Linked DNA regions of Rattus norvegicus: regions 2 and 3 are each linked to region 1. The links are chromatin contacts, called in public Hi-C maps. All regions are on one chromosome and are shown on one strand. The core of a region is the stretch at or near the end of the contact, and the rest is flanking DNA. Distances in the headings are between cores, read along the strand shown.

Region 1 (3,059 bases), core at 196-2,695:
GAGTGCTTTGAAACCCCCATTAAGAACAGTGTGTGATCAGACTAAGGATTAGGGGGAAAGGACTTCAGCACTAGGGTGGGGCAAACCGACACAGAAACCCCTTTGTAAAAAAGGCGTTAAGACTCCAAATCTTAAAAACAGTAACACAAAAGAGGGAGGGGGGAACTAGCCTTTTTATTTTGCCACCTACTTTCAGGTAATGGAAACCGACCGCGACCACTTGATAACTCTCTTCCTGTCTAGGTCAGCCTAAGTGTCCAAATATATTTAAAAAAAAAAAAAAGCGTGACCTAGGCCGACCACGAAGAACGGAAAAAAAGAGAAAGCTGCACTTCCGAACCGCAGAGACGCGGCGCCAGGCTGGGCGACGCTCCCACCCGCACCGGGCTAGACTGTCCACACCGGGCAGAGGCGGGGACTCCCTCCGCTTGGCACTCTACCCTCTGCTCGCCCGCCGGGCTTCGGCCCCGGTGAGGTGGAGAGGTGAGAAGCCCAGTACCCCAACCCCACAGGCGCCCCCGCCGCAGGCTAGCTCTCCTATAACTTAGCCTCCACCGAATGGAAGAACAGGTTAGCAATGCCAGAGCCTGCAACAGCGACCTGGAAAACACAAAGTGTTTTCCCTCCCTCTAAGGCTCTCGGCGACTGAATCGTCGCCAATGCAGGGGTAGGAGTAGAACGCAGTGAAGCGGTCCAACGCCCCAAACCCCGCAAGAGAGTGAGCTGTCGCGGGACGGGGGACACTGCACCGGCGCACCCTGTAGCCCGGCCGTGGCCGAACCCCTGTTCTAGGCGAAGCAGATCCGCGGGATAGCTTCCTGATCCTCCCGGGAAGCCTGCGGGTTTAGGGGGAGAGAGGAACCCGGACCCCACTCCCGGCCGGCTGTGGTTCCAGAAGGGGAAAAGCCAAATGCTCCTCACCGTGATCGCGGCTTTGCACCAACCCCTCTCCCTTGGATTCTCTTCTTCCAGCGATGTGCAAATAAATCCAGTCCCGATGCAAACTTTTTCCTTCTCTCCAAACTCTGCTTCAGTCCAACTTCCAAGCAGTCGGTGGGAGGATTAAAACCACGGGAAAATTTGGAAGCCAAATCCTCCACCGTTGGAACCCTCCCGGATTCCGAGCTAGAGAGATGACCTCCGTTCCAGAAGCGCACGCGGAGTATTTCCTCTGCCTTTTTTTTTTCTTTCCCTTTTTTTTTCTCAATGAACAAGAGGCCGAAGCGCCAACGTTGGCGAGTCTCTCTTTTTTTTTTCCTGGTCGATGAGAGAAAGCGAGGCGAGCACGGCCTTACAAAGAACCTAAGGCCAGCTCGCCAAGTCCTGGGGGCCCGGGGCTGCTTCCGAGCGGAGGCAGGCGCGGGGCCGCGGGCCGGGCCGGGCGCGCGCGGGGGCCTGGGCGCTGCGCGCTCCGCCGGCCCCTCTCCTCCGCTGGCGCTGCGGCGCGCAGCTCTCGCTCGTGCAGACTGGGCGTTGCGGAGGCGCGGCGGCGAAGCCGAGGCGGGGGTGGGGGTGCGGAGGGGGAGGAGGAGGCGGCGGGGGAGGAGGGTCTGGGGCCCGGCCGGGGATGGGGGGCGGGCGGGGGGGCGCCGCTGGCCTGCGCCCTCGCCTTTCCGGAGGAGGCAGGGAGCTTTGCAGCGGCCGCGGCAGCAGTAAATGGCGTCATGTGGATCCGAGGCGGAACAGAGCAGTTGTTGTCCCAGAGGATATATCGCATCCGGTCCCAGCTCATTGGCTCCGCGGGGCTACATTCACTCGCACTCCAGCGCCCGCCAGCGCTCCGAGCCGCAGGAGGCATTCAAAAGGGCAACCGCGCCGCCCCGCGCGTCCCCAGTCGCTCCTGCAGCCCGGGCGCCGTCACGCGGGGCCGCGCTGGCCGCCGCGAGGTCAGTTTATCTAGTTTCAAGGAAACACTGACCTTAAGGGTTTCCCCCCCAGAGGCCACGAGCCGCGGGCTGGGGCTCACTTAGGGAACTTTCTTCCTCGCCGCCGGGAGAGGAGAAGGAGGGACGTTGCAAACTAACCCGGCCGCACAGCCTTAGCGTGGAAAGCCGAGCTGCAGCTTTTTGGATTCGATTTGGAATCCATTTCGGTTCTACCTCTTCTCTCCTGTGTTTCCCCCACCCCACCCCCCACCGATGCCCAGGGGGCGAAGAGGGTGGGGGTGGGAGCAGGAGGGGGAGGGAAAGGGGAGCGGGAAGTGAGGTGGGAGGGCTATTGGTTTATTCTTTGTCTACTGGATTAACCCGATTATACACCGGGCACCAGCACAGCCCGCCTCCCCCACCTCCGAGCCTTGTACGGGAGGAACGGAATGTAGATTCGGGTTTCAAGTCCCTTCTGCTCTGACTGGGATTGGCTTTTGATTGTGTGTGGACTTGTAGTTTGTTAGAATTTCATTTTTAAGAGGGGTTATCTATAGATGGAGGCCTTTTGAAGATTTTTTTTGTATTGTTTTGCTCGATGCAAAAAACCTTTTAAATTAATTCTGTAATACCCACGCGATTACTCAGGGCGACATCATGGACTTCCGAAATGGGGGGGGGGTCTGTTTCCCTACAGAAGTCCTCCTTCGCGAAACCATAAATAAAAAGAGCGTCATCTTTCAAATCCCACTATCTGTCACCTAGAACATTCTCATATATGTTCCTCCTGTTCTTGTTGGAAGCGGACTATAGTTAACTATTTAAAATACAGAAAATACATACGCTCTGGCCGTGGCTGGACTAAGGTGCCTGCACGTGGAAGCACGCGGGGAGCGGGGTGGGGGTCACTGAAATGTATCCACACGCTAGTGTTGCAATTTTAGCTGAGAATTTAATTTTTTTTTAAAACCGGAAAGTACCTGCTGTAAGGTCAAACTTCCCACACAGCACCTGCGACCTTGCACCATGCGAGGTTAGAGCTCCTAAAAACGTGGAGTTTGATTTCTCTCGCTCCAGCCCTCACCTGTTCGCTGCCACCCTGTTCTCTTAGCTGACTTCTGGCGACGTATCTCTCTACTTTGTCCCTGGCACCCCATTTGCCTCGTTTGCGCGCTCTCCCTGCCCTCTCGGTGT
Region 2 (3,059 bases), core at 364-2,863, 360 kb before region 1:
TTTTGGTTCTTTTTTTTTTCAGAGCTGGGGACCGAACCCAGTAGACCTTCTCTTTAATGTGGATGTTTGTTACCTTTTGTTATTGTGATAAAACACCGTGACCCGCAGCAATGGGAGAAAGATTTATTTTGGCTTATGACTCTGGATGGGGAGTCCGTAATGGTAGGAGAGGACGTCAGCAGGTGTCTGGGGCAGGGAGCTGGGAGATCACAGAGAGTGTGGAGCGGACATGGGCCAAGCCTATGGGTGACCCCAAGGACGGACTTCTTTCAGCAAGGTTCTGCCACCTAAATGGTCCATAATGTCCCCGAGCAGTGCCAACAAGAAGTGAAGTGTTCACATATATGACCCCGAGGGGAACATTTCTCATTCAAATCATCACAGTGTATATAAGGCTCAGTCACCACCCGTGTGAAAAACCCAAGCTGGAAACAACAGAGGACTTTGATTTAATATCTTACCTATTCCCAACTTATCCAGTGAACAAATCGTGCTAATGAGGACATACAATCCCCTTGTTTTCTGACCAGGAGTCAGAACTTAATAAAGCCCACTTTATTAAAGTACCACTGTGGTGGTACATTCTTAGTCTTGGTACTAGAAAGCCAAGGCGGGAGGGTCATGAGTTCTAGGTTATGTAGCGAGATCCTGTCTCAAAATAAAAACATCAAAAACTACAATGACAACAAAGATGGGGAGGGAGTAATTAAATCCTGCTGAGCTTTATGCCTAGTGTACTTGTATATTAATTTGGTGGTTTTATTGGCATTGAAGTTGTCTGATCCCAGTGCACTAGCATTAATAATGTGCTTTCGACAGACAGGAACATGGTCATATTTCAGAGGCATTTTTCTCTATTCTGTAGTAGGTTTTGTTTTGTCAGATCTGTATGTATTACACCGTTTGGCCATGTAGCCATTTTTACCTTTTCTCTTTTCCGTTTAGCGTTATTCCATGTCTGTACTGAGCACATGTTCCATGATGTGGGGAATTCTGTGGTGGTTATTTTGCTTTTAAGGTGAGGTACCTCACGCTCAGCTCATGAATGATTGCAGCAGCCTTTCAGCAAATAGGCAATGAAGAAGCAAAGTTTGTTTGCCCATCAATGCCAGCATCCTGACCCAGCAGCGGGGCTGACTCACGAAAAAGGAGTCACAGCTGACTGAAAATTTCAATTGCAGAAACGGAACAGTCTCATCCAGGTTGACAACGTGAATGATGTATGTAAGGACTGCTCAGCCAATTACGATGATTGGATAAGGTTCTAGATCGATAACTTACTAAGATAAGGTTATTTGGGATGGGTAAAGAGTGCTTATTTTGGTCACGTCTGGACAAACATTTTAGTGCCTGCAATTCAAGACAAAAGCTGGCATGATGCTTCTACTGCAATCAGAAACAAGTATTCAGAATGTTTTTTTTTTTCTTCTTGAAATAAAGACTCCCACCATTTGCTATTTCTGCATCTGGAATGAAGTACTGTCAACAAAGGTGGCAGCTATCTTGTAACCAGGCCATTCCGGAAATCTGCTAATGGTGCCGGTTGCCAGAGAGGGACAGTGTTGAGTCTCATAGCAAAGGAAGATGCCACAACAGCCTTCCATTGCTGTCGCTGCATGGCTCCTCAGAGGGCAAGGGAACCCTTCAGCAGTGCGTGTCAACTCTAGAGTTTTGCTGTGCCTGACTGACTGCCCAACAGCAGGAGTCAAGAGAGACGAACTGGTTACAGAGAGGAAAGCTCGGCAAACAAGCTGTGCCCATGACCAAGCATTAAGTGGAAGCCTCAGAATTCTGTAACTATTCGATGAACACATTCATAAAAACAGAACAGTATCCGGCACATGATGAACATGTATTCATCTCCTCTCACTGATACTGTCATAACCATCGCTGCCATTCCCACAGAGGGTAGCCACCAGCTCCAGGCAGTTCTATTAAAAGATGAAAAGGGTTCTATTTTCCCGATCCCCTTTACTCTCAGTCCTGCTAAAGAGATTCTTTGCTCTAATTCGCTGAGGTTATCATTTTAGGATTCCATATGTAAATGAGATTTATCTATAGTTGCCCTTTTGTGTTTGACTCATTTCTCCTGGCATGATATCTTCCAGGTTCACTCATGTTTTTGCCGATGACAGAATTTCTTTCACAAGGATGAGTAACTCCACTGTGTATGGATTCCTCGTTTTCTTCATGTGTTCATCCAGGGATGGCCATTTAGGTCGATTCCTTATCTTAGCTGCTGTGATCGGGGAGTGATGCAAGCAACTTGAGCACAGATACCTCTTTGATATCCTGATAGCAATTCCCGGATATAGTCTTAGGCTGGGATTTCTGAATTTTAAGCTATCTGTTAAAAAGTGTTGATTTTATGTATATGAGTGTTTTGTCTGCATGCATATGCTCTAGCAGGAGTCAGAGGAGGGCATCAGAATCTTCGAAATTGGAATGACAGGTGGCTGTTTGTTGTCATATGGGTGCTGGGCACTGAACTGAAGTCCCCTGAAAGAGCAGCAAGTGCTCATAACCACAGAGCCACCTCTCTGCCCCCATCTTAAGCTTATTTTAAATGCACTAATTAATGCCCGCATCCTGGATGCAGAAAGGGAAAAGCCAGCCTCTGCATTTCCGAAGGTAGTCATCATCAATAGTTTGCTTTACAAACGTGTTTCTCAATGTTACATTATGCTCTTTGCTATTTTATAAAAGAATTTTACTTTGATTTAATTATATCATTGACAATGTCTTAATGTTTTCCCTTCTCTATTCTAAAACTGTTGCTGATTTAGTAGATCTTACAATTTTTTGAGGTATTAGAATGAAAACACACACACACACACACACACACACACACACACACACACTCTACAGGCACACACATGCACAGACACACAAACTCTCTGCTATTAAGAAAGCATTTGGGTTCATTTAGCAGGATTTTCTTCCTGTTACATCCAAACAATCTTTGAGGGATTTATTTTTATTTTTATTTTAAGAGCCAAGAAGTTGATACACTTTCCCCTGGGCCAGGGACTGTCATTGGGCCTGTGACGCAACAGTTA
Region 3 (3,059 bases), core at 247-2,746, 330 kb before region 1:
GTATGTGATGCTTCCTGCCTTTAACATTTTATTGGCTTTATGTCATCAAAAAGACACATTCAATTTGTCCCACAATTACCTGTAATTAAAGAACTAGGCATGTATATACACTGTAATTTTATGATTTTTTTCTCTCACAGAATGGACAGATCCACTATCACCCTCGGTGTTTAAAGTTACCTGTATGGCTTGTATTTCTCCATTGCTTATTTCTCTGTGTGTGAGAGAGTGTGCACAGGTCCTGAACATGGCCGGCTTGTGGAGGTTAGAGGATATCTCAAAGATGTTAACGCTCTCCTGTGGGTACTGGAATGAACCTTGGCTCGGGGGCAGCACTCCCATCCTCTATCTCATTGGTTCCTTTCTATCTGATTTTAGACCTTTCTAGTTGTCTGAAGAGCCATCTGTGTCTGTATCTATAGTCATGAAGAGCCCTAAAACTAAGGAGAAAAAAAAAGTCTTTTAGACCTACCTTTTTGTTGTCTGTGTTGATTCCTGCCTTGTAAGGGTCTGCTTAGTTTTCCTAAGTTGATTTCAGATTTATGGGCAAAGTTTTAAAATGCTAAAATGGGGGAAATTGGTTCAATATTTCAAGCGTTACTTCTGTCGCTTTATTTCCCTGCTGTATTAATTTGTGGTTACTCACCTTCTCCTCAGCGATCTCCAGGGAACCCCAAATCTGACTCTCTATGATCTGACACGAACCCAAACATTTCTCCCAATAAATTACATCTCGTGTGTAATAAAGCGAAATTGCTTCTTTAGGGCGGGGAGGAATCCTCTAGGCATCCATTGGCTACACTCCGGGGTTTTGTTCACACGCATCCTGAGGACGCAGATCTGCAGCCTCTGTGGGTCTGGGAGGGGGAAGCTTGAGTTCCCTCACTGGTCCAAACAATGCCGGAATGTTTTTCCCCTGTCCATTCACTTAAACAATGTACCATTCTGTACCTCATAAGCACTTAATTTATTCCAACTCTTTGGCCTGACCTGTAATCCCCCTCTCCTTACCCATCTGACCCATCTGCGTTTCATTTCCCACTCGTCGCATCCAAAGAGCTAGGCCCAGGCCCTATTTGGAACCATTAGACAGAGATTGGCACTCTTCCCTCTTCCTGCACCACATCCTCTGCTGGAAAAAAAAATGACCATCGGATCAGAGAACAGAGGCTGCTTTGTCCCCGGTAACGGGGATCTGGAAGCGTTTTCAATCATTTGTACTCTATACCCACTCAAACGCATTAATATAATCAACATTGGGTCTGTTGTGGGCATTTTTTCCAGCAAATAGCTTGCTAACATTCCAGGCATGTACTTCCCCGAAAACAAGACTGAGACAGGGCCCTGAATATTCAATTGGAAAATCACCAAGAGCAGAAGCTTAGTTTGGCACGGCTGGTGTTGATTCTTAATAAGTGACTTCCTAAAGCTGAGGAATGGGGCTTACAGCGTCAATGACTTGTTTGAAAAATATTTTGTAGGTGCCTCATACCACTCGATTTCCTGTGGTATGCGTCATATTGCGAGCTATTCCAAGCCAGCCTGGTTAAGCACACTAACTCACTCCCCTACCCCCCAAGATTGTGGTGTTTAACTAAAAATGTCTTTATACAAGATGAGCTCATCGCTATTACTGCTGATGTAGTTTTAACTGCCTGGATACCAACTTCAGTCGCTTGAAAATGTGCTCCAAAAGGGTAAAGCTCAACAAACCGTATCTCACCCTGTAGAACATGGCGGGATGCAGTCCCAGAAGCAACATTTCTTCAGGGGAAAGTGGTCCAGTTAAGTACAATGCATACCTTTCACTTTCATTAGAAAGACTTACTGTTCTTAATATATTACCAAAGTCAAGGTGCTGAAGACATCTGGAACGCGGGAATAAAATTAACCCTTTCATAGCTTCAGGTATTTTGTAACGCTTGCCAGGGAGGAGAGGTACATTCAGAAACCAAAAGGATTTTTCTCAATTATGTTTCAGAAAGCAAACCCTGAAATGCTATTCACAAAACTAAAGTGAATGTGAGTGGGGCTATCGCGAGGGCTAAACAGGACATTGTACGTAAGAGACTTTTGACGCGTTTCTAATTCTAGACACGGGGAAAACAAAATACCACCGAGTGTTATCAGCACGCCTCACGACGCATCCAGCAGTTCCATACACTGCAGTTGTTTACAGAACTTGCGAGGTAGATATTAGCTTCGCAAACAAGGAAGGAGAATCTCAGAGAGATTCCGTAAACTCCACAAAGTGGTGATTCATTACAGAAGCAGGGCACCAACCTAGACCAGTGTGAGTAACACACTGGGACGTATCTGCCACCTGGCTGCCCAGAGATAAAAGTATTGTCATCTCTGTTATGGCTGCCATTGTCCACTTTCGCTCAAAGGATTCATGCTTTCCCGGGTGTCCTGAGCTAGAAGAAGAGAGGAATATAAATCTGTACGCGTCGTGTTCTGTCCTGCTTTTCTCCGGTTACAGGCGGCATCTAGTTTGGGGCCAGTACCCAGTGGCTTCTCAGTGGCTATTAACTGATTAGACATTGTCTATGCCATCTCCGAATGATTTGTGTCTCTACAATAGGACCTTTTATAACAGAGAAGAGAGGGATTGATACCCTGGACACTGCCTGGGCTGTGTTTGCCTCTTGGGGCAAATAATTTTCGTTGGTGCCAGGAGCAGCTCTGATGTGGCTGCGCTGCCCTTATGTGGCCCGGGGCTTTGAGCTTGGGAGAAAAGGAGCAGCCTGGTCTTGGATGAAACAAGAATGTACCAAAGGGGAGCCAGGGCGGCCATGTTGTTTGTCAGAAGACACGACCACATGCGTATCGGTCTCTGGGTGATCGGCAAGCAAGAGGATACCCGTGGGAAAAGATCGAAGAGTCTCCGAGGCGATAAGCTACCAGACCAGTACACTGCACAGCGCTAGAAAGAAGAAGAGGACTTTCACTCCCCTACAGTTTGGGAAGGCAGCCAGAAAGGCTGTACCATGAGGTGGAAAAGGGAGCTTTTGTGTTGGCTGTTTCTTGTAAGGTCAGAGTTTTGGGTCCGTCAGGTT

The links. Hi-C and Micro-C count contacts between places; a contact is called where the count stands out from the background.
Region 2: a Hi-C map of prefrontal cortex shows a contact between it and region 1, with 4 times the contacts expected there. The contact joins the enhancer-like site here to the promoter of Spry2 in region 1. A contact is called at or near these places in 5 of 12 Hi-C or Micro-C datasets (Schwann cells, frontal cortex, liver and 1 more) and 1 of 1 datasets of contacts at active chromatin or transcription factors (oligodendrocytes).
Region 3: a contact with region 1 is called in a Hi-C map of the A7r5 cell line, with 4 times the contacts expected there. The contact joins the enhancer-like site here to the promoter of Spry2 in region 1. A contact is called at or near these places in 4 of 12 Hi-C or Micro-C datasets (the A7r5 cell line, Schwann cells, mammary epithelial cells and 1 more) and 1 of 1 datasets of contacts at active chromatin or transcription factors (oligodendrocytes).

Annotation. Positions count from the first base shown.
Region 1 is chr15:89,110,481-89,113,539 of GRCr8, forward strand. It overlaps Spry2 (sprouty RTK signaling antagonist 2), which reads right to left and starts at 1,446. Exons shown (of 2, transcript NM_001393836.1): 1 at 922-1,446.
Region 2 is chr15:88,748,623-88,751,681 of GRCr8, forward strand. No RefSeq gene overlaps it. Among named protein-coding and RNA genes, the nearest start is that of Trnap-agg90, 260 kb to the left of the region's middle. Within about 2 kb of position 1,614, at least 4 of the 93 cell types and tissues checked have an H3K27ac peak or open chromatin away from gene starts, as enhancers often do.
Region 3 is chr15:88,780,890-88,783,948 of GRCr8, forward strand. No RefSeq gene overlaps it. Among named protein-coding and RNA genes, the nearest start is that of Trnap-agg90, 290 kb to the left of the region's middle. Within about 2 kb of position 1,497, at least 59 of the 93 cell types and tissues checked have an H3K27ac peak or open chromatin away from gene starts, as enhancers often do. A contact at or near this core is called in the A7r5 cell line and Schwann cells, where this site is marked.